Regions from separate parts of the Anas platyrhynchos genome. Here region 1 is linked to region 2. The links are chromatin contacts, called in public Hi-C maps. All regions are on one chromosome and are shown on one strand. The core of a region is the stretch at or near the end of the contact, and the rest is flanking DNA. Distances in the headings are between cores, read along the strand shown. Region 1 overlaps CHD6 (chromodomain helicase DNA binding protein 6). Region 2 overlaps RALGAPB (Ral GTPase activating protein non-catalytic subunit beta).

The links. Hi-C and Micro-C count contacts between places; a contact is called where the count stands out from the background.
Region 1: a Hi-C map of liver shows a contact between it and region 2, with 2.0 times the contacts expected there. The contact joins two enhancer-like sites. A contact is called at or near these places in 2 of 8 Hi-C or Micro-C datasets (liver and skeletal muscle).

Annotation. Positions count from the first base shown.
Region 1 is chr21:9,542,477-9,546,562 of IASCAAS_PekinDuck_T2T, forward strand. It overlaps CHD6 (chromodomain helicase DNA binding protein 6), which reads left to right. Exons shown (of 37, transcript XM_072026473.1): 22 at 3,296-3,455; 23 at 3,892-3,981. Among named protein-coding and RNA genes, the nearest start is that of RBL1, 27 kb to the right of the region's middle. Within about 2 kb of position 2,590, at least 1 of the 8 cell types and tissues checked has an H3K27ac peak or open chromatin away from gene starts, as enhancers often do.
Region 2 is chr21:9,467,866-9,472,016 of IASCAAS_PekinDuck_T2T, forward strand. It overlaps RALGAPB (Ral GTPase activating protein non-catalytic subunit beta), which reads left to right. Exons shown (of 31, transcript XM_072026281.1): 25 at 1-61; 26 at 1,983-2,105; 27 at 2,520-2,656; 28 at 3,876-3,984. Among named protein-coding and RNA genes, the nearest start is that of CHD6, 29 kb to the right of the region's middle. Within about 2 kb of position 1,321, at least 2 of the 8 cell types and tissues checked have an H3K27ac peak or open chromatin away from gene starts, as enhancers often do.

The DNA of each region.
Region 1 (4,086 bases), core at 1,340-3,839, 76 kb after region 2:
ATGGTACGAAGACAGAGCCTGTGCTGGCTCCTTGAAGCAGCTGGTGGGTTGCAGCTGGGGACATGTGGTCACTGCCCGTTCTGTGTCAGAGGACTCCACCGACTGAGTGTGACTTTCAGGACAGGTGAGTTGGGCTGGGCGAGCTGTTGGGGGAGTCCTTGGCACTCCCACGGGGTGGTCAAGCCCCACAGCTGTGTGCTGCTTTGCTGGGCAGCTGGTGATGTATGGCACAAGGTGAGTAGTAAGGACAGCGAGCCATGCTGAAGCCTCAGGCTCTTCCACCTGTTTGAAGACAGTGGCGTGCAGGTGGAGCACCTCTGGAGACGTGCTGTTGCTGAAGTCCAAGGGCATGCCGAGCATTACTTGGTGATCAAACACCATGCTGCAGTCTTGAGACCCTCGAGAGAAGTTCAACAGGAGCTGGCTACGTGTGCCTGCAGCCCAGAAAGCCAGCGGCATCCTGTGACCATCGGGGTGAGGGAGGCGATTGTCCCCTTCTACTCCACTCTTGTGAGACCCTACCTGGAACACCGTGTTCAGCCCTGGGGACCCCAGTACAAGAAGGACATAGACGTGTACTGGTGTGACTCCAGAGGAGGGCCGTGAAGATGGTCAGTGGGCTGGAGCAGCACTCCTGTGAGGACAGGCTGGGGGAGTTGGGGTTGTTCAGCCTGGAGGTTGAATTGTTCAGCCTGAAGGCTCTAGAGAGCTTTTTTTTTTCCAGCAAACTAAGAGGGGGCTACAGGAAAGCTAGAGAGGGACTGTCAGGGAGTGTAGCGATAGGAGAAAGAGTAATTGTTTTAAACTAAAAAAGGGTAGATCTAGATTAGACGTTACGAAAAAATTCTTTACTCCAAGGGTGGTGAGGCCCTGGCACAGGTTGCCAGGTGAAGCTGTGGATGCCCCATCCCTGGAGGTGTTCAAGGCCAGGCCAGATGGGGCTTGGAGCAAGCTGGTCTGATGGAAGGTATCCCTGCCCATGGCAGAGGGGTTGGAATTTGATGATCTTTAAGGTCCCTTCCAACCCAAACCATTCTGTGACCATTCCCTTCTGTCTGGAAATGTCTGTACAGGGTGAGCTCTGAGTGTGTGGCTTTCAGTGGCTTTCTCCAATCGCTTCTTGCTAAGTGAGCCACTTCAGCAGTGCTGCCTTGTGCTCTTGCCGTGCAGCCCTGCCCATAGCAGCACTGGGGCTGAACTTGAGAGCCTTGTGGAGAGCAGAGCAAGAGTAAGAAATGAACTGGCTGATACGAATGGGCTTGATTTAGGTAATGCCAAGTAATGAACAAGCTGCGGTTTCAGTGAAGGGTCAGTAATGCTCTACTGAAAGAGCAGAACTATAAATGATGCATTTGGATATTTAGCAGAGGAAAGCAACCTGGAGCTTCTCCATCAGTTCCTTGGAACAGCTTTTCCCAGCTGTGGAATCTCAGTTTTCTTGACCAGGGGGACAACAAAACCATCTAGCCTGACCACAGGAGATGGAGGAGAGCAGAGCCCCCATTGCAGAGCAGACATACATCAAGTGCTGCTGTGGCTCTCTGAGGAGCCTGGGATCTCTTGCTTGCAGAGAGCTGACCAGGCAAGATGTGCTCCAGGTGCCCCAGATGTGCAGAAAGCAACAGATACCTCCAGCCCCTGCTGGTTCCTCCTGCTGACCGTGCCTTGTCAATCCTGTAGCAGTGTGACTACAAGAGGATGAGCAGAGCCTGCAGCCAGCACCCCCCCAGAGCTCTGTGATCCACCCCACAGATGGATGGGGCAGAAGTGCGGCAGCTCTTCTTTCCCCTTCATATGCACATGCAGGACAGGACAGTTGCAAGATGCTGCCTTCGAAGTGGCTGCCCGGGGTGCAGCTCATCTCTCTTGGAGTACTTCGAGCAATAATGACCCCACCGGGCATCATTTCCCCGTTCTGCTGTGAACTCACATTTTATGTCAAGGTTGGAAATGTGTTTAATTTTCAGCTCCAGCCACTGGATATTGCTTTATCTTTGTCAGCCAGATGGAACTGCGTCGCTTTGCCATTCAGTGTGTTTGCCCAGTGCAAATACCCCCCCAGTGATCTGGTTCCCACATAGCCCTCCACATGATGTATGGAATAGGAAACAACCCCCAGATATCAGATCATCGGGATTATTTTCTGTTCTTTGAGCATGTTGGAGCCTCTTGTTTGAACTCGTGTCCAAAATTACTGTGTCGTCCCTGGAGAGTGAATTTTGGAGCAGGCTTTGTTGTCTAGGTAAGGCTCTAAGAGCTGTGCCCAGGGACCAAGGTCTCTTCCATGCTTCTCTCTGATAATTTTATACATCTCGTTATCACTTGGGACCAACACTGCACTTAGCACTCACAGCAGTGCAGTTTGTGTGGTGATCCCCACGTTTTTCTTGGAGATAGTCTCCCACTCCAGGTTTACCCCACACACTTCACTGACAGATCCTGCACCTACACTTGGCGGAGCTGAGAAGCGTTATAAATACCCCAAGATCTGTCAGCTCTGATCCATCTGAGATGTGTCATGTCTATCTCATGTGATGCAAACAAAAATGGCACGTCATGTTAAACAGGATGTCAGAGTGCTGCTCACTGGCTTTATCAGCCAGCCCGGTAGTGTTATCAAAAGATAACAGCCTGTTTTGTAAAATCTTTCCTCTCCTGATCCAGTGCTGGCTGACAGTTTCATCAGAGCTGTTGCAGTGACAGAGGAACGAGTCTTCCCATGATTTTACCCAGCCCAGTCCTTCCTTCCAGTCATCCCCCTTTACCTTTCTGAAACAGCTTTTCAGCTGTCAGGTCAAGTCCCCCCCTAGTCTCTGGCACAAAATCTCAAAGACTGCGGTGATGTTTGGTGCTCTGTGCGAGGAGGAGACACAGGAGGGCCGATGAGCTGGACTGAGGGCTTTCAGGTGTCTCCTGGGTCCTAGGCACTGCTTGGGGTAGAGGAGAAACCGTGGTGTGGAGACAGGAGTGAGGTTGCTGTGGCACTCAGCTGCGTTTGGAGGAGTTCCATCACCCTGTGCAACCTCAGTCCACTTCTGGGGCTGGAAGAAGAGGTGTGAGGTGCAGGGGGCTCCGAGCTGTGGCACGGTGTTAATTAACAGCAGTTTGGATCCCTGGGCACGTGCGCCTTTCTATTCATCTCCCTAACCCTGGCTGGTCCAGCTGCAGCTGGGAGCCTCACAAGGCCTCCTCCAGCTCCCGGTTGTGCTGCTGTGCCCGGGCAGTGCCGTGCCAGGGGTGCCTGGCCTGGCCCGTGGTGCCCATGATGCTCACTTGCTGCCACTTGCTCTTACAGGCTTGTCAGCGCCGGTGCCCAGAGGCAGGAAGGGGAAGAAAACGAAGAACCAGATGCTGCTTCCTGAGATAAAGAACGCAGACTGGCTTGCTACCTGCAACCCTGAGGTGGTCCTGCACGATGACAGCTACAAGAAGCACCTCAAACAGCACTGCAACAAGTGAGTGCAGGAGCCCGCAGCAGCTTCTGGGGGCCACGGGCTGAGCTCCTTTAGCATGGAGGGGGTGGGAGAGAGCCGTGAAGGGCTCAGCCCATGCAGATCATCGTGCTGGGCTGCTCTCGTGGTGCTCCTCCAGGTGACGAGGTGGGAGCAGCGTTCTGGGCAGCAAACCCATGGCCACAAGGCCCAGCAAAGCTCAGGGCCAGGAATTGCGGCATGGCAGGGTGTGGCCAGTGCCTACCCTGCAAGGGGACAGATGGCTTTGAGAAAATGTGTCATCCCATGTGGGAAAACAGCATCGGGGGCAGGTTTCCCTGCCCTCACTGACCTCACAGCGTGCCCCTGCAGATGCTTTAGTGAGGGCCTTTGGGTCAGGCCCTGGGCTGGCTCTGAGCACCTGCGTGCTAGCGTGTGTTCCTCTGTGTGTCCGCGGCAGGGTGCTGCTGCGGGTGCGGATGCTCTACTACCTGAAGGCCGAGGTGCTGGGGGAGGCTGCTGACAAAGCCTTCGAGGGCACCCCTGCCAGGTAGGAACTTACAGTGAACCCCAGCATTGCTTCTTCTGGGAATGATTGGGGCTCTTGGTGCTTCAGAGGGGACTGTGATACACTCAGCTTAACTTCCTAGAGCAG
Region 2 (4,151 bases), core at 71-2,570:
GGGCATGTCTCAACAAGCTGGTCAATCAATAACTGCAGTGATGAAGAGGGACCTGAACAAGGTGAGGCGTGGTAAATGATGTAACATTAAATTAAAATGTTTTGTCTCCTCTAGGATATTTTTTTTTCTCCCAGATACCTATCTGAGCACCTGCGTACTTTTTTTTGGATAAACATGAACATTTATTAGAAAGGAATGTGTAAATAGACTAAGGTTCAAGCCAAAGTGAGGAAAAATAATGCCAGTGTTTGTTGTTGGGAGAAAGTAGTCTCAGCAAGAAACACCTGTATTCTGCACTTCTGGCAGACTTGGTGGGTCTTCATGTATAACCCAAAACCAGTATTCATGTGAAATTGGATACAGATTATAGTGTGTATCAGCAGACGTGCTTGCAATATTGTGATTTTTAGTGTTTTGTAAGTAGATTAAAATGAGATGTTGGTGAATATGTTAGCTGTAATCATGCTTGCTAGTAAGTAAAGAAATCAAGCCCCTGTTTGTAGGTCACTGAGGCTGCAGCCTACACACAGCTCTTCTCCTGTCCTGCTTAATTTAGTCTGTTCTTTTCCACTACAGCAACTGCTCCTCTGGGCTTGTCTTACTGTGACCAGCTGAAGGCTTTTCTGAAAAAAATAAACTATGCATGATAGAAGGTTTGAAATGTTGGGGAGAAGTGAAGAGAACAGAGGCATGGCCTTCTCAGAACAAGTCAGGAGAGGTTACAAAATGGCCAGGGCTTGGTTTAATGTTTCTTTGAGGATGGGGTTGTTATGCTTCACTCTGAGGCAGAGCCCTCTCCCTTCTTTTTGCAGTTGGATTTGTCAGTACAACTGCACAGATGACAGTGCCCTGAATTAGCGAGGTAACCTGTTTTAGTATGGGCTTTTTAACGTGGATGTTAAAAGTTCACGTTGAACTTCAGCTGTTTGGATTAATTAATAGACCACCAAAAAGATTAATTAATGGTGAAAGAAAGAAAAGAAAAAGCAATCAAGAATGGGAGTGAAGGAGGTCTGCTTCTAATCGGCAGTAGATTTTTTCCCTACTGTCTGCCGTGGCTAATGTTATTTGTTTTCTTAAATGTGTTTTCTATTTGTGGATGGTTCTGCTTAAAGCAAAACACACACAAAAACAAACAACAAAAACACACAAACCTAAAAGAGCTTCCAGTGAGATGTGATTAAAATAAATCCATGAACATGTGTTTTGTGTCCCCATCCCCCCTGCAAAGGCAAAGAAGCAATTGGATTTGAGTTGAGATGATGCTTGTTGAGAGATGCAGGAATGTTTCCCTGTTGGTAAAGCATGACTCAGAGGTCTGCATGCCTCTGGCCACTTCATGTCAGAGTGCTGAATTTCTCTGCTCCAGTGGTTTTGCTGAAGCAGCTATTACAAGGGCTCTTCTGTAAACTGGTGCAGAGAAATAATTCAGCTTAAAGCCCTTGCTATTCTTTCTGGAGGAGGCGCAGGGAAGGAAAAGGCATTTTTATTAATTTACTTATAGCATGGCTCCATCAAAGAATCTATAGAAATTGGCTTAAATTCCAGAATAGTGTCAGGCTGAAGCTGTAAATGTTGTAAGCTGCATTTGGAAGTTTATTGACAAACTGAATGGTGTCTGTCTTAGAGGAAATGGATAGGAATAGCTACTGAATGAATGCTTGTAGCAGATGCTTACTTACTGACTACTGAACAGACTACTGAATGCAAGGAAAATATGATATTATAGTAAGTATAATTTAAATATTTTCAAAATGAAATTTCTTTCCAACCCAAAACGCTATTTCCTTCAAGATACCAAAAAAAATTTCTTTGAGAGTGGTTGTTCGCCATGAAAATTGACTGTGAAATCTTCTGATTTTAAAGTGACACTTGCATGATTTCTTCTCATTTTACCTTGTATTTGAAGGTCTTCCCCTGAGGAAGTGTACAGAGAGGTAAACTTTCCTCTTAACTTAACTTTCCTTTTCTGCCTGTTTCAGATGATGCAATTATTTCAGAAGATGTTGGGGCAAGTATCTTCAATGGGCAGAAGAAGGTGCTCTACTATGCTGATGCCTTGACAGAAATAGCTTTTGTTGTCCCATCACCAGTGGAGTCCCTAAGTAAGAGCATTTTGTGCATGCTATTTAGAGGGGAAAAAAAGAAAATAACTTTTTTTTTTTTTTATTTAGAGAGCTGTATCAGAAGCAGATACCAAATAAGCAAACTAGTGGTGTGAATAGCAAGACCCTTGCTAGAAAAATACTGATACTTTGATTTAAATATCCAATATCCAGGAGTTTTTGACTCCTTCTGAGACAGTATCTGTTCTGTACAACTTTTTCTCAGTCTAGGCCTCAGTATATATTCAGGTTTGTGTGACAGTATCTGTTTGCCTTGGTGTGTTTGGTTGGACATATGAGTTTGGTCTGCAGTCATGATACTGTAAAAAAAAAAAAAAAAAAAAAAGCCAATGAGTTCAGTTTTTTTTTTTTTTGCAGAAGGTAAGACAAAATTCACATTTCTTTCGGTTACAGCTGATTCACTGGAAAGCAATGTCTCAGACCAGGAAAGTGACTCCAACATGGATCTGCTGCCAGGAATATTAAAGCAGCCATCTTTGACACTTGAACTCTTCCCCAATCATACAGACAATCTTAATCCCTCTCATCGGGTAAGGATAAACTTGCACTGAAAAATGGTTCTTGTTTTGTTATGGTTTATGTTTTGGTTCATTTTGAAGAAGCACACTGGCAATCCTACAGCATTTTTGATAGTACATGATTCAGTTTCCTAGCATTTGGAGTCACTCATTCTTAGATGTTAATTATTAACAACAGCTTCAATCCTGCTAGCATTTGCACCTGCAGTAGGAGATTGGTAGATTACATTAATTAAATATAAATTAATATAAATTTAGCAATACTAAGTAGAAACATCCTGCATGCTTAAATTTTGAAGCATATGCAGGAAAAAGTATATGCAGTATTTGCAAAGCAGTTCAGACTCCAATCAATGCTTGGAGATGTAGGATAGATTGACGTGAAGACTTTTCATACTTTGCCAGTTTGAAATAGCATGGGTCAGTTGTGGCTGAATTATCAAATGTGAAGTTGCTTTTGTATGGTAGCAAAACAAGAAACGATGAACTTCTATAACAGTTACAGGATTTACAACTGCCATTTTTTTTGTATAAAATTCACTTCCAAATGTGCTTAGTTATTGTTTTACGATCTTTAAGAATGTTTAAAAAAGAAATGGATGAGTTTTCAAGATCATTAATGACTAATCTAAATTGCAGTTGCCTGGATGCATTTTTATTGGACTTACTGCAGAAATTGGCTATTAGTATAAACACAGTAAAACTGGGAACAAATAAATTCAAGTGTAAGGCAGGAACTTCAGTTTAGCTCCCTGGTTTGGATGGGGAAATTGGCAAGGAAAAGCGCATTTCGTTGGGCAGTGTGCAGGTTTTCTCTGAAATACTGAAATAATGGAAATATCATAAAACACTGCCATGATAGATGTGCTGGGTCTTCCACAATAGCATGGGAAAACAGCAGTGCACGTGCGTGTTTCCTGGGAACACAGAGCAACTGAATTGGGTGCAGCTCAGATACATGCAACAAAGCTGGGAAATGAGAAATAATTGATGTTGTTATCAATGTCTAAAGAAAAAAGAGGCTTTTCTCTCATTTATGTTGAATATAAGTATTGTGGAGACCCAAATTATTGCTTCTTAGTGGGTAGTTCCACTGTAGCTGTCCCATCTTAATGATTGGCAGAGATTGTACCTGTCTGAGATCTGAAAGACTATGGAGCAGCTGTGGAGATGTTGTATTACTGGACTTAGGATGTTTGCAAATGCTGGTTTTCTCTTGTGTTCAAAACAGCTCAGTCCTACTTCCAGATCCAAGAAGGTGCCTCAGGGCCGGACCATTCCACCAATGGGACCTGAAACCAAAGTGTATGTGGTCTGGGTTGAACGTTATGATGACATAGGTGCGTACAATTCTTATTGTTCATTAGTGTAGCAACAGATCAGAAAAACAGAGGAAAAAAATGTTTTTTTTCTCTGTTAAAGAATGCTAAATCCTTATTAATTTCTGTAACTGACACTTAAGATTCTAAAACTGTTCCAATATTTAAGTGATGGTCCACGAGGTGTA